3 separate regions of the Sus scrofa genome follow, and all the other regions are linked to region 2. The links are chromatin contacts, called in public HiChIP or PLAC-seq maps. All regions are on one chromosome and are shown on one strand. The core of a region is the stretch at or near the end of the contact, and the rest is flanking DNA. Distances in the headings are between cores, read along the strand shown.

Evidence for each region. HiChIP or PLAC-seq counts read pairs in DNA pulled down with a chosen protein or histone mark.
Region 1: an H3K27ac HiChIP or PLAC-seq map of alveolar macrophages shows a contact between it and region 2. The contact joins two enhancer-like sites. A contact is called at or near these places in 1 of 5 promoter capture datasets (fetal liver) and 1 of 2 datasets of contacts at active chromatin or transcription factors (alveolar macrophages).
Region 3: an H3K27ac HiChIP or PLAC-seq map of alveolar macrophages shows a contact between it and region 2. The contact joins two enhancer-like sites. A contact is called at or near these places in 1 of 5 promoter capture datasets (fetal liver) and 1 of 2 datasets of contacts at active chromatin or transcription factors (alveolar macrophages).

Annotation. Positions count from the first base shown.
Region 1 is chr1:29,184,838-29,188,278 of Sscrofa11.1, reverse strand. No RefSeq gene overlaps it. Among named protein-coding and RNA genes, the nearest start is that of ALDH8A1, 130 kb to the right of the region's middle. Within about 2 kb of position 1,253, at least 5 of the 83 cell types and tissues checked have an H3K27ac peak or open chromatin away from gene starts, as enhancers often do. A contact at or near this core is called in alveolar macrophages, where this site is marked.
Region 2 is chr1:29,853,225-29,856,626 of Sscrofa11.1, reverse strand. SLC2A12 (solute carrier family 2, facilitated glucose transporter member 12) reads right to left here. Exons shown (of 5, transcript XM_003121191.6): 2 at 1-685. Among named protein-coding and RNA genes, the nearest start is that of SLC2A12, 19 kb to the right of the region's middle. Within about 2 kb of position 2,061, at least 7 of the 83 cell types and tissues checked have an H3K27ac peak or open chromatin away from gene starts, as enhancers often do. A contact at or near this core is called in alveolar macrophages, where this site is marked.
Region 3 is chr1:29,150,275-29,153,598 of Sscrofa11.1, reverse strand. No RefSeq gene overlaps it. Among named protein-coding and RNA genes, the nearest start is that of ALDH8A1, 91 kb to the right of the region's middle. Within about 2 kb of position 1,403, at least 18 of the 83 cell types and tissues checked have an H3K27ac peak or open chromatin away from gene starts, as enhancers often do. A contact at or near this core is called in alveolar macrophages, where this site is marked.

The DNA of each region.
Region 1 (3,441 bases), core at 4-2,503, 670 kb after region 2:
ATTGAGCACCTATCCTAAGTGCCAAATAAGACTCAGCCCAGGAAACACAATAATGAATTAACTACAATTTCACCACCCAAGCCCTCCACCCCATCTCACACTGATGCACTATTTTGCAAAGAATATGCAGCCCAGTGGAACAGAGAACTGTTCCTTGTGATGCTATTAAATAAGCACTAATAAAGATATGTGCAGCAATATGACTAGAACAAAATCCAGTTAAACTTGCTGTATGAACTTAGAATATGTCTCCCAGTCCCACCTCTACCCCAACTTGGAAGGATTCCCAAATGAAAGCTATAGGTTTGTTCTATACTCGCTCTGATTCTCAATGTCTCTACCCACCACCATGAGGCTAGTGCCTTTATTTGAGGGCTTCTCAGAAAAGGATGCTACTAGAAATCATCTTGAATGATGTATACGGCTGAACATTTTTGTAATGTTGAGCAAAAATATTTATCAATTTTATTTTTTGATGTAGAAATTAGTCAAAAGCCAAGATCATCTGCTAATTTTGTTGTATGTTTTCTTTCTAGAATGTTTAAAATTTCCTACTTAAGTATGGAAAATTCTCTCTCACTCCTTGAAAAAAAAAAAGGAGGTAAAGGAAATCTAGTTTAAAATTAAAATTGTTTCATCCAGACGTGTTTTGTAATAACTCAGTTTTGTTTGAAGACTGCCATTCTTTGTTTTTATGAATTTTAATATGAGATTAGATATGATAGCAAGTGTGTGTGTGTGTGTGTGTGTGTGTGTGTGTGTGTGTGAAATCTTATAAAAACAGGAAAGTGCATCGTAATTCCTGGTCATATTCAGTGCCAGAAAGAAAATATTTGATCTGAATAGTGAGCTGGGTTCAAGCCAGATCTTAGCCAATGTTTGGTTCTTTGAATCATCCTTCTCATCTTTATCCCTTTCCCACCTCCCCTTCCTCATCACCACCACCACCACCACCATCATAATCATCATCCTCATCAGCGCTACCATATATCAAAACCTTGCTAACTCCAGGCATTATGCTGGATATTTTACACAAATCCTCAAAACAACCCTTCTAGGAAACTGACACATAAATTAAGTAAACTGTCTATGCAGCTAGCTAGAAGGACAGAGCTAGAATTAAAATAATTCCCACTAGTTTCTTAGCAGAGGCAGAGCCACCCCCCATCTCCACCCAGTTTCAGGACAGTGCACATGCAGGGCTTCAGTGTACGCCTCCATGGGAGCATTGAGTCAGCAGCCCCAGATCCCAGAATTCACATGACCTCAGCCTTGTGACTTGCTTCTACATCAGCTGGGGCAGTGTGACAGACGTCTAGGAGAAGAGGAGTGTGTCCTCAGAGAAGGTCATCTTTAATCCTTCAAAGACTTCTCTGTGCCTCTCCAACTCTAAGGTTGGTTTTGCATGAGCCCTCATTTTCCCCCTACCTGCTTTTTTTTTTTTTTCTTCCCCTTACTTTTCTAAACAACACTAATGTTGTGGATCAGATACAGTAATATAATAGGAATCTGAGCGGTAACTACAGATGGTCAGAAGGTGCCAGGGGTGGCTTCTACTGGCTCCTTTCCCTCCAATCCTGTAACAAATGTTGCCACCTGTTATCAGGGAGCAGATTCAATAACAAATTCTATGATTGGAATTAAATTGCTTTAACTTCACTACAATCACTTCTTTTGTTGGGAAAAAATGTATTCAAATTATTCAGTTTATTGGATTTTTACCAATCTCTTCAACCCTTAGGTACCTTTGTAGAATGTGTGCTAGATATGAAGTAGGAGTTAGAGAGGAAACATGCTAATTTTTTCAATTCAATCTTAACATTAAAATAATTAGTAATTTTTCTGTGTTAAAAAAAAAATCTGTAAAATCTCATTAAGAATAATCCAAAAAGAAGAAGAGAAAGAAACTTGGTAAGTTTTCTGTTCAAGTCGCATATCCATTTTCAGATATGTTGACTAACTTTAGAAATCCCATTCGAAATATTTACCATAGGCAAGATGATCCCATGTTGATGAGTATTCATATAACACCAGAAAATATGATTAGATTTATCTGCTGCAGAAAGGAACTTCTGCAATTAGCGCCCTGGCACTTCTTCCAAAAGGAAAGTATTCAAACTCTGTAAATGAGGGGAATACCTACTTCAATTCTGAATACCTCCTTCAACTCAGACCGTAGCTGAGTATTTGGGGAGCATAGTCATGCCCTCAGAGAAGAGGCTAGACCCTAACAAGGGCTCAGGAGTTCAGAGTGGAGCTCAGATACAGGAGTAACCATCGAGTCTAGAAGAAACTAACCCCCACCTACTCAGTATGTGACTTCAGATGACAAGACTTTTCCAGATTACACATGTTGGTGAGGCCAGAGCTACCAAGGACAAGTAGAGCTGGAAAAGGAAGGATCAACACCACATTTTATTTATAGCTCATCTATGCTTATTAAATTCCCCCTTATTTGTGTATTAGTTTACCATTTCCTCTCACCTTGCCTCACATCATTTTCTGTAAGAGAATCCCACTCCACTGTGTTCTGGAATAAAGCCCTAAATGTTAGTTTTTCAGTCTTGGTCATCTTCGCATTCTCAGAGAAGTCTAACAAAGTAACTTGTCCATAAATTTACTCAGCTATATATTGAACTGTATTTTTTAAAATGATATTGAGATGAGATAACAAGGATTTACTTTCTAAAGCCATGTGTAATCATTCTGACATAAAATACTATTGTAAACCTGCCCATTTTGACCTCAGTATAACAGCTTGGACTCCTTTGGAGTGCATTTTATACAGAGTGGTGTTGCAATTGCTAAGGCAGTTGCATTCTTTCTAGAGAATAGCAAAGACTCTTTGAAGCAATCAAAAATGTATAGTCATTGTGTATGTTAGTGCTGCCCTTGAAATAACAAAGAGCCTTTTGATAAGAGTTCTAAGCTACAAGTGTTTCCATGGATGCTTGAGGATAATGGGCACAGATTCACACTCCTGCAATTGCAGTTGACTCATCTCTTTTGTGATTCTTCCCAGTGAACAAAGAAGAATTTAAAAGACATGAAGTGAACATATACTGAGGTGGTGGTGGTGGGGGGATATTTTTGCCTAGTTTTCAAAGAAATGGCTTAACACACTGAATTCAAACACAGGGAATTGTGGGAGTTAGTGGGCTCAGAAATTACCCCTGGGTGTATTCTGCCCAAATGTGAATCAAGGAATCCAACACAACTCATATTCATGAGCTACAGAAAGTCTAATTAGTGCTTTGTGAATTTCTGAGGGCTTTTCAAATTAAATCGTGTATTTTTTTTTAAAAGTTGAATAAATGCCACAGAAAAATCTTTTCTTAACAATAACATTTTGATAGCAGGTAAACAAAGCAGCCATTTCTAAGTCTCTGCTGATCACTTGTTAATCCAAACCCCTTCTCATGGCCTCCAAGACTGTAGGGT
Region 2 (3,402 bases), core at 812-3,311:
TACTGATATTCATCTTTCAGGGAAGATTTTATCGCCGTGAGCTCTTCCGTTGGATCGGAGACGGCCCTCAACTTTCCGAGAACCTTGCTAGCAGCTTCCTCCTGTCCCTTCATCACCAGAAACCGAGGACTTGGAGGAAGAAAGTACATGGCAATGGCTTGCAAAACTCCCAAGGGGATAACGAGACCGAACATGTACTTCCAGCCGTGGGAAATGTTGGCAAATGTGTAATTCGAAACATAGGCGAAAAGAATGCCAATGACAATCATCAGCTCGTTCAGTGACACGAGAAGCCCTCGTCGGTGTTGGGGAGCAATCTCTGCGATGTAGACGCAGGTAGCGATGGAAGAGAGTGAAATGGAAACCCCTATGGCAATGCGTCCCACTATGAGAGCCGCATAAGACAAAGTGACGATCAAGACCAGGCTTCCAACTCCAAGCAGGCAGGACGACAGGATGATGGCAGCCCTTCTTCCGTACCTGTCAATCACGACCCCTCCGACAAGAGAGGCCAGTAAGGCCCCGATGAGGAGGGAGCTCACCACCATCTCCTGCTCGTGGCAGGTCAGGGCCAACAAGGTTCTTATCTGCAGGAGAGCCCCAGAGATGAGCCCAAGTTCATATCCCACCAGGAAGCCGCTGACAGCAGCCGTGACAGATGATAGGAGAGTAAACATGCCGCAACCTACGAGCAGAGTGGAGAAAAGGGTCAGGTCTGAATCGTGTCTGGTGGAGACTTAAGCTTGCCTGGGTGTCTTTTGCACAGCACTGAGTATAGGCACATACAATCGGAGTCAAATAGTACATTCGCCCAAACAATTAGATAAAAAGGAAAAATCCTTTTTCTTTCACTTTTGGGGAGGAGACAGGTGGAGACATTTAGAAAGTTATTTCCTGTTATTTGTGAGCTGGTGTTGGTTTTTGTTTGGAGCAGACAGATACGGGAGATGAGCAGATGACAGAGGAGGAGGACTGAACAAACAAGAATGCAGTTAATTCCTGCCTTGGCATTGGGTCAGAAATTTGAGAGCCTGGCTTCTTGGGTCCCGCTGTCTAAGGCAAACCCTTGAGGGCAGGACAGAGAGGGAAGTGGCCTGCGGGTCCCTCCCTACTGTGTATCCTGGGGGAAAACGGAGCACAGCCTCTAGGGCCCTCCTGTCTCCTGGGCTGCAATGCACCACCACTGGCTTTTGCAGAAGCACTTGTGGATGTTGGGGAGGCTGGGGTGTGAAGAGGGCCTTCACAGAGCCAGGATTGAGTTCAGAAAGAAAGAGGGAGAAGTGGGGCAGGGCAGGGAGCCAACCGCACGCACCCATCACTCACTCCGAGGAAGCAGGAAGGGGCCTGGGACCTGGGGGAAGAAGAACCAAAGTGACTTTATAGTGTTCCATTTTTTTAACATGAAAATCTGAAGGAAAAGAGCAAAATGTGAACATTCATTTTCAGTGGTAGGTAGGTAGGTAGGTGTGTGTTATACGTTTGTAACGTGTCAAAACAGAAACGAAACAAAACACAACGCCAAGGGAAGAGTATCACAGGCAGAGGAAGCATTAGTTGCCAAGACCTGAGCATGGTGTCACGGGGTGGGGGGAGTGGCACAGCGTGACTTTGAGAAGGAGGTGGGACAGGGCAGCCCTGAATATGGGTAGGTACAGAGGACACACTTCATACAGGGCCTGGCAGGTCACAGTGACAACTTTTTTTTTTTCTACTCTCTGTACAGGGGTGGATGCCCACTAACCAGTAAAAGGGAGGACACTTTGAGTTTCTTGCTGCCATCTAGTCTAAGCCTAGTTCTTCAAGGGGCAGTTCTGGTAGCAGGTGGGGAGTTTGTCGCCTTCGTCTTGACAGGGGATGGTGCCAGCTTAGATTTGGGTGTGGGAGTGGAACTGAAGACAAGCAGACAGATGCAAGAGTTCATTTGGAAGCAGAAACGATGACCCTTGTTCAAGAATTGGCGTTGGAGGGTCAGGAAGTGCGTCAGAACCCATGACGGCCGTCTGGTTTGAGCAGTCAGGAGAGTTTTATGATATTCAGTGCCCTGTATGCAAGGCTATGTACTACATAAAGCAACAGACTAACCTAGAGAGGAAGGGGAAGGGACCTGGCCGTGGGTAGCGGTAAAAGGAGAAGTGGAAATCGGCAAGTCTACGTTACGTAATATGGTTCTTTTTTTTCTTTTTAGGGCGGTACCCATGGCATATGTAAGTTCCCAGGCTAGGGGTCGAATCAGAGTTGCAGCTGCAGGCCTACACCATAGCCACAGCCACTCAGGATCCAAGCCACATCTGCAACCTACATCATAGCTCACGAGCCTTGGGATTGAACCTGCATCCTCATAGATACTAGTTGGGTTCTTAACCTGCTGATCCACAATGGGAACTCCATGTTACAGAATATTGGGTAGAGTTCCCTAAACAGCAGGTCCCCACTGACCACCCATTCCATATACAATTGTGTGCACATGCCTGTGGATATGTGCATGTGTATAACTGAATCACTTGTTGTGCAATGGGGATTATCAAAGCATTATAAATCAACTATACTTCAATAAAACTTTAAAAAAAGAAAAAAAATCCACATTAGAATAAATGTTTTTACTAGTTTTACCTGGAAGATGTTCAGGTAAAAATGTCAAGTAGGAGATTGAGTATACAGATTTGGAGCTTAGGAGGCAGGTCAAGGCTGGAGATTCATATTTGGGATTGGGCAGTGTGTGTTTGGGATGGGGAGTTCCCGTCATAGTGCAGCGGAATCGAACCTGCCTAGTATCCCTGAGTATGCGGGTTGGTCCCCTGGCCTTGCTCAGTGGGTTAAGGATCCGGCATTGCTGTGAGCTGTGGTGTAGGTTGCAGACATGGCTTGAATCTGGCATTACTGTGGCTGGGGTATAGGCTGGGAGCTGTAGCTCCGATTTGATGCTTAGCCTGGGAACTTCCATATGCCAAGGGTGAGCCCCCCCCCCAAAAAAAGGAAAGCCATGGGATGCATGAGATCACTTAGGCAGATGGAATAGAGAGAAAAGAGAAGCAGGATGAGTCCGGGGACCTAGGGAACACCAGTATTTAGAGGAGGAGACCACAGGAAAGGAGATGCAGAAGCCGAATGAGATGTGTATGAAAAGGACTAGAAATGTGTGCTTGGATGCACAATTATCACAAGCTGAGATAAGACTGCTCAGCTGTGCCCCTGCAGGGGTAGGAGATGGGGTTTAAAAACGCTGTTTTGCTTTGGTGAACGGAGCAGGTCAAATGAAGGTGATCTGCAATCTCTTCCCACCACAAGCACCCAAGGTATTTTACATCTCTGGGATCCTGGCGGCATATGGGAAATGAAAGACTCAAAAAAAATTTCACTAAAAAAGCATCAAATATTTAGATGGAGGAACAAATACAAATGCAA
Region 3 (3,324 bases), core at 154-2,653, 700 kb after region 2:
GAGCTTAGCTCATGTTTGGAAGCAAAGGCAAATTTTTTTTTCAGCCCTAATGAAACCTTGTTAACTGTGAACACGGGGTCTGAACTGATCTGGTGAGAGGAATTTCTGGGTCCCTGGGAGATCATTAGGGGGTCATCAGTACATTCAGGAGTCATTGCATGCTTGTCCTTTTTTCTTAAATACCTACTAAAAACTGTCTTCATGAAGCTGTATAAAGAAAATGGAAGAACAAAATTGAAGTCCATCCTCTTTTTCAGGCAGAAATAGATATCACTGCCATCTATAAGACATGGAATAAAACATCTGAGTTTTCAAACCTTATTTCTTTTTCCCTTATTTTTGCCCATTTTCTTTCACAGTCAGCAACTCTTGTCCTACTAGGATACTATTTTAACCGTGGTATGTAGGTTAAGGATATGCTGTTTTGTTTACAGGAGATAAATTGTTGTTACGATTACTATAGGAAGCAGCAGACCAATGACCTTGAGGACTCACCAGGAAAAGCAGCCCTTCTGTGCGTGAAAATGACGGGGGCTCCAGGAAGGATAAGCACGAGGCAGAGACCTGGAGTTGGGGGACTTCCTCTGGAGTTGGGGACTTCCTCTGGAGTTGGGGGGAAGGGATAGACACAGTTACAGCATTCAACCCAGCACCATATTCTTGCCTTAGAGTTTAAGCCCCACCTAACTGAACCCATCTGAGCCAAACACAGAGCAAAGCACTGTTTGTAGAATCCTGTCCCAAGAGTAGGCGAGAAAAGTAGCTCAAACCCAGTAGAGAGGTGTTCCATGCCATTCATTTTATTCAGTGGTCAAGTACGTTTTGATAGAGCTTCAAAACCTACATGTGATATCAAATAGCCTGCATAAGAGAATGCAAGGCAGAACAGCCCTGGAGCACAAGTCGTAGTTGCGGAACTATGGCCCCTAAAAGGGGGTGGCGATGGGCAAGATATGATTCTACCCCGCCCCCCCAGAGAAGCTTATGCTTAGATATTAGATATGAAAACTAAAGGACAGAAACGCGCACCCTCTAAGATTCTTTCTAGCTCCACAGTTCTTTGAGGGCAGAAATAAGATTTAACGTGAGAAATGTTTAGGCCCAGAAGGGATACCAGTCCACACAGGTGTGCCATGGTGTACAGAGTTTATGTATCTAAATGAGATTTTGTTAAATAAAAATTGATATGTTTGTACAAAGTGTTTATTCACATAAAAGGCGTCACTGAGGTTTGAATTAAAAAAAAAAAAAAGAAATTTAAAAAGTAATTGGAGAGACCTTAGAAATGACCCAGTCCAGGATTTTGTTTGTTGGTTTGTTTTACAAATGAAAGATCCCTCCAGCCTCAGAGGTCCGTTCCTTCCAGGCCTCGTTCTGCAGAGAGCAGAGCTGGAAGCAGATCCTAGGCCCTGAGGCTGACACTCCTGCCTCTGTGGAGTGGGGCCACCCTGGTGACATCCTATCTGCCTAATGAGGAAACAGCGTCATCTAGTGGCAATTTATCAGAATTTTCTAGGGGAGCTGTGCTTCAGCTCATCCAAGGGGATGAAAAACGTCCCACTTGCCCATCTCTGCTGTTCCAGATCTCCCAAGACTATATCTCTGGATCCTTTTCTTCTCTGAGTTTTCCAAAACCCAGCATTTCCCCGTGGAACTCTCTCCCCTAACTCCTTTGCCCACTAGCATTTTTCTCCTCTTAAGCCAAAATTTCAACACAGCCATCAAGAATCATCCACCACTGGAGTTCCTGTTGTGGCTCAGTGGTAATGAACCTGACTAGTACCCATAAGGATGTGGGTTTGATCCATGGCCTTGCTCAGTGGGTTAAGGATCCCATGTTGCTGTGGCTGGGGCATAGGCTGCAACTCTGACTCGACCCCTAGTCTGGGAACTTCCAAATGCCAAGGGTACGGCCCTAAAAATCAAAAAGAAAAAAAAAAAAAATCCACCTCAAGGACGATACCCATCATGGCTGTTTTCCTTTGAGTGTTTCTTGATTTGAGTTTTCAGCAAAATAACACTCTTAACCATGATTGGGGGCTTTTGCCAATTGATGTGTTTAATCAAAGAAATATGCTTTCTTGTGAAGATCCAGACTACGCTTTTCATTCAGCCTTGCTGATATAACCCTTGTATTTCCCCACCTACCAACAAACCAGGACACTTTTGTTGCCTTTGAAATAATTCTGGGTGTTTCCCAAGACAGTTCTGTGAACAAGCATGTGAGCTAATTTCAGACAGGTACATCTATTCACTCATCATTGGTGTTCTCAACCATTTACTAATCTCTTAGTTCCCCTGCCCTTAGGATCCTAATTTTGGAGTTAGAAAACAAAATACATCAACAAACAATTTTCTTATATGACGAGTGCTCTATTACAAGTAAGCTCAAAGGGAAGGGGAAAAATCATTTTGCTTAGATTACAAAAAGCTGCTCAAAAAATAGAAAACATTGGACTTAAGTTTTGAAGGTAGGTAGGTCTTTGGTTTGTAAAGAGAGGTGGGAATGGCATGATTGGCAGGGGGAACAGCAAGAACAAGTGTCCAGAGTCAAGAAAGTACATGGTTTGATAAAGAATAGCAAATAGTCTACTGTATTCACCAAAAGAAAGAGCCCAAGAAAGCAAATGGGAAGAGCTGCCAAAAGGCAGTTAGGAATTAGAATACAGGAGTTACTGTCAAGGCTCAGCAGTAATGAACCTGACTATTATCCACAAAGACACAGGATAGATCCCTAGGCTTGCTCAATGAGTTAAGGATCTTGCCATGAGCTTCTGCATAGGTTGTAGACATGCCTAGTATTTGGAGTTGCTGTGGATGTCGTGTAGGCTGGCAGCTATAGCGCAGATTCTGCCCCTAGCCTGGGAACTACCATATGCCTAAAAGAAAAAAAAGAAAAAAATTAAAAAAAATAATAATTAGAATACCTACCAAAATCTTGCTTCAAAAGACAATCCTGCAAGTCCTGCTATTGTTTCTTTTTAACTACCTTCATTCAAGCATCAGGTCTCCTTTTTCCATGCTTTTGCAAAGACAATGCGAAGATCCTTAGATGCCATCCTGGAGAACCTGGAATTTATATACAATAAGATACCATTGTAGTCTGTGCTACAACAAAAGACTATGTTTTGAGATCTCCAGGAAATAAAGTACTTTATTCATTCCAGCCATTTTGAAGTTTGTTTGTTTTTTGGTTTTTGGTTTTTTTCATTAAAAAAAACACCCTCATTGAGCAGCTGGTGGAACAGAGGCCCTGCACATGAATTATTGGCCAGCGTTGGAGCAAGAACTCAGACCTGTTGGCTCCCAATCCATTTCTTTGTA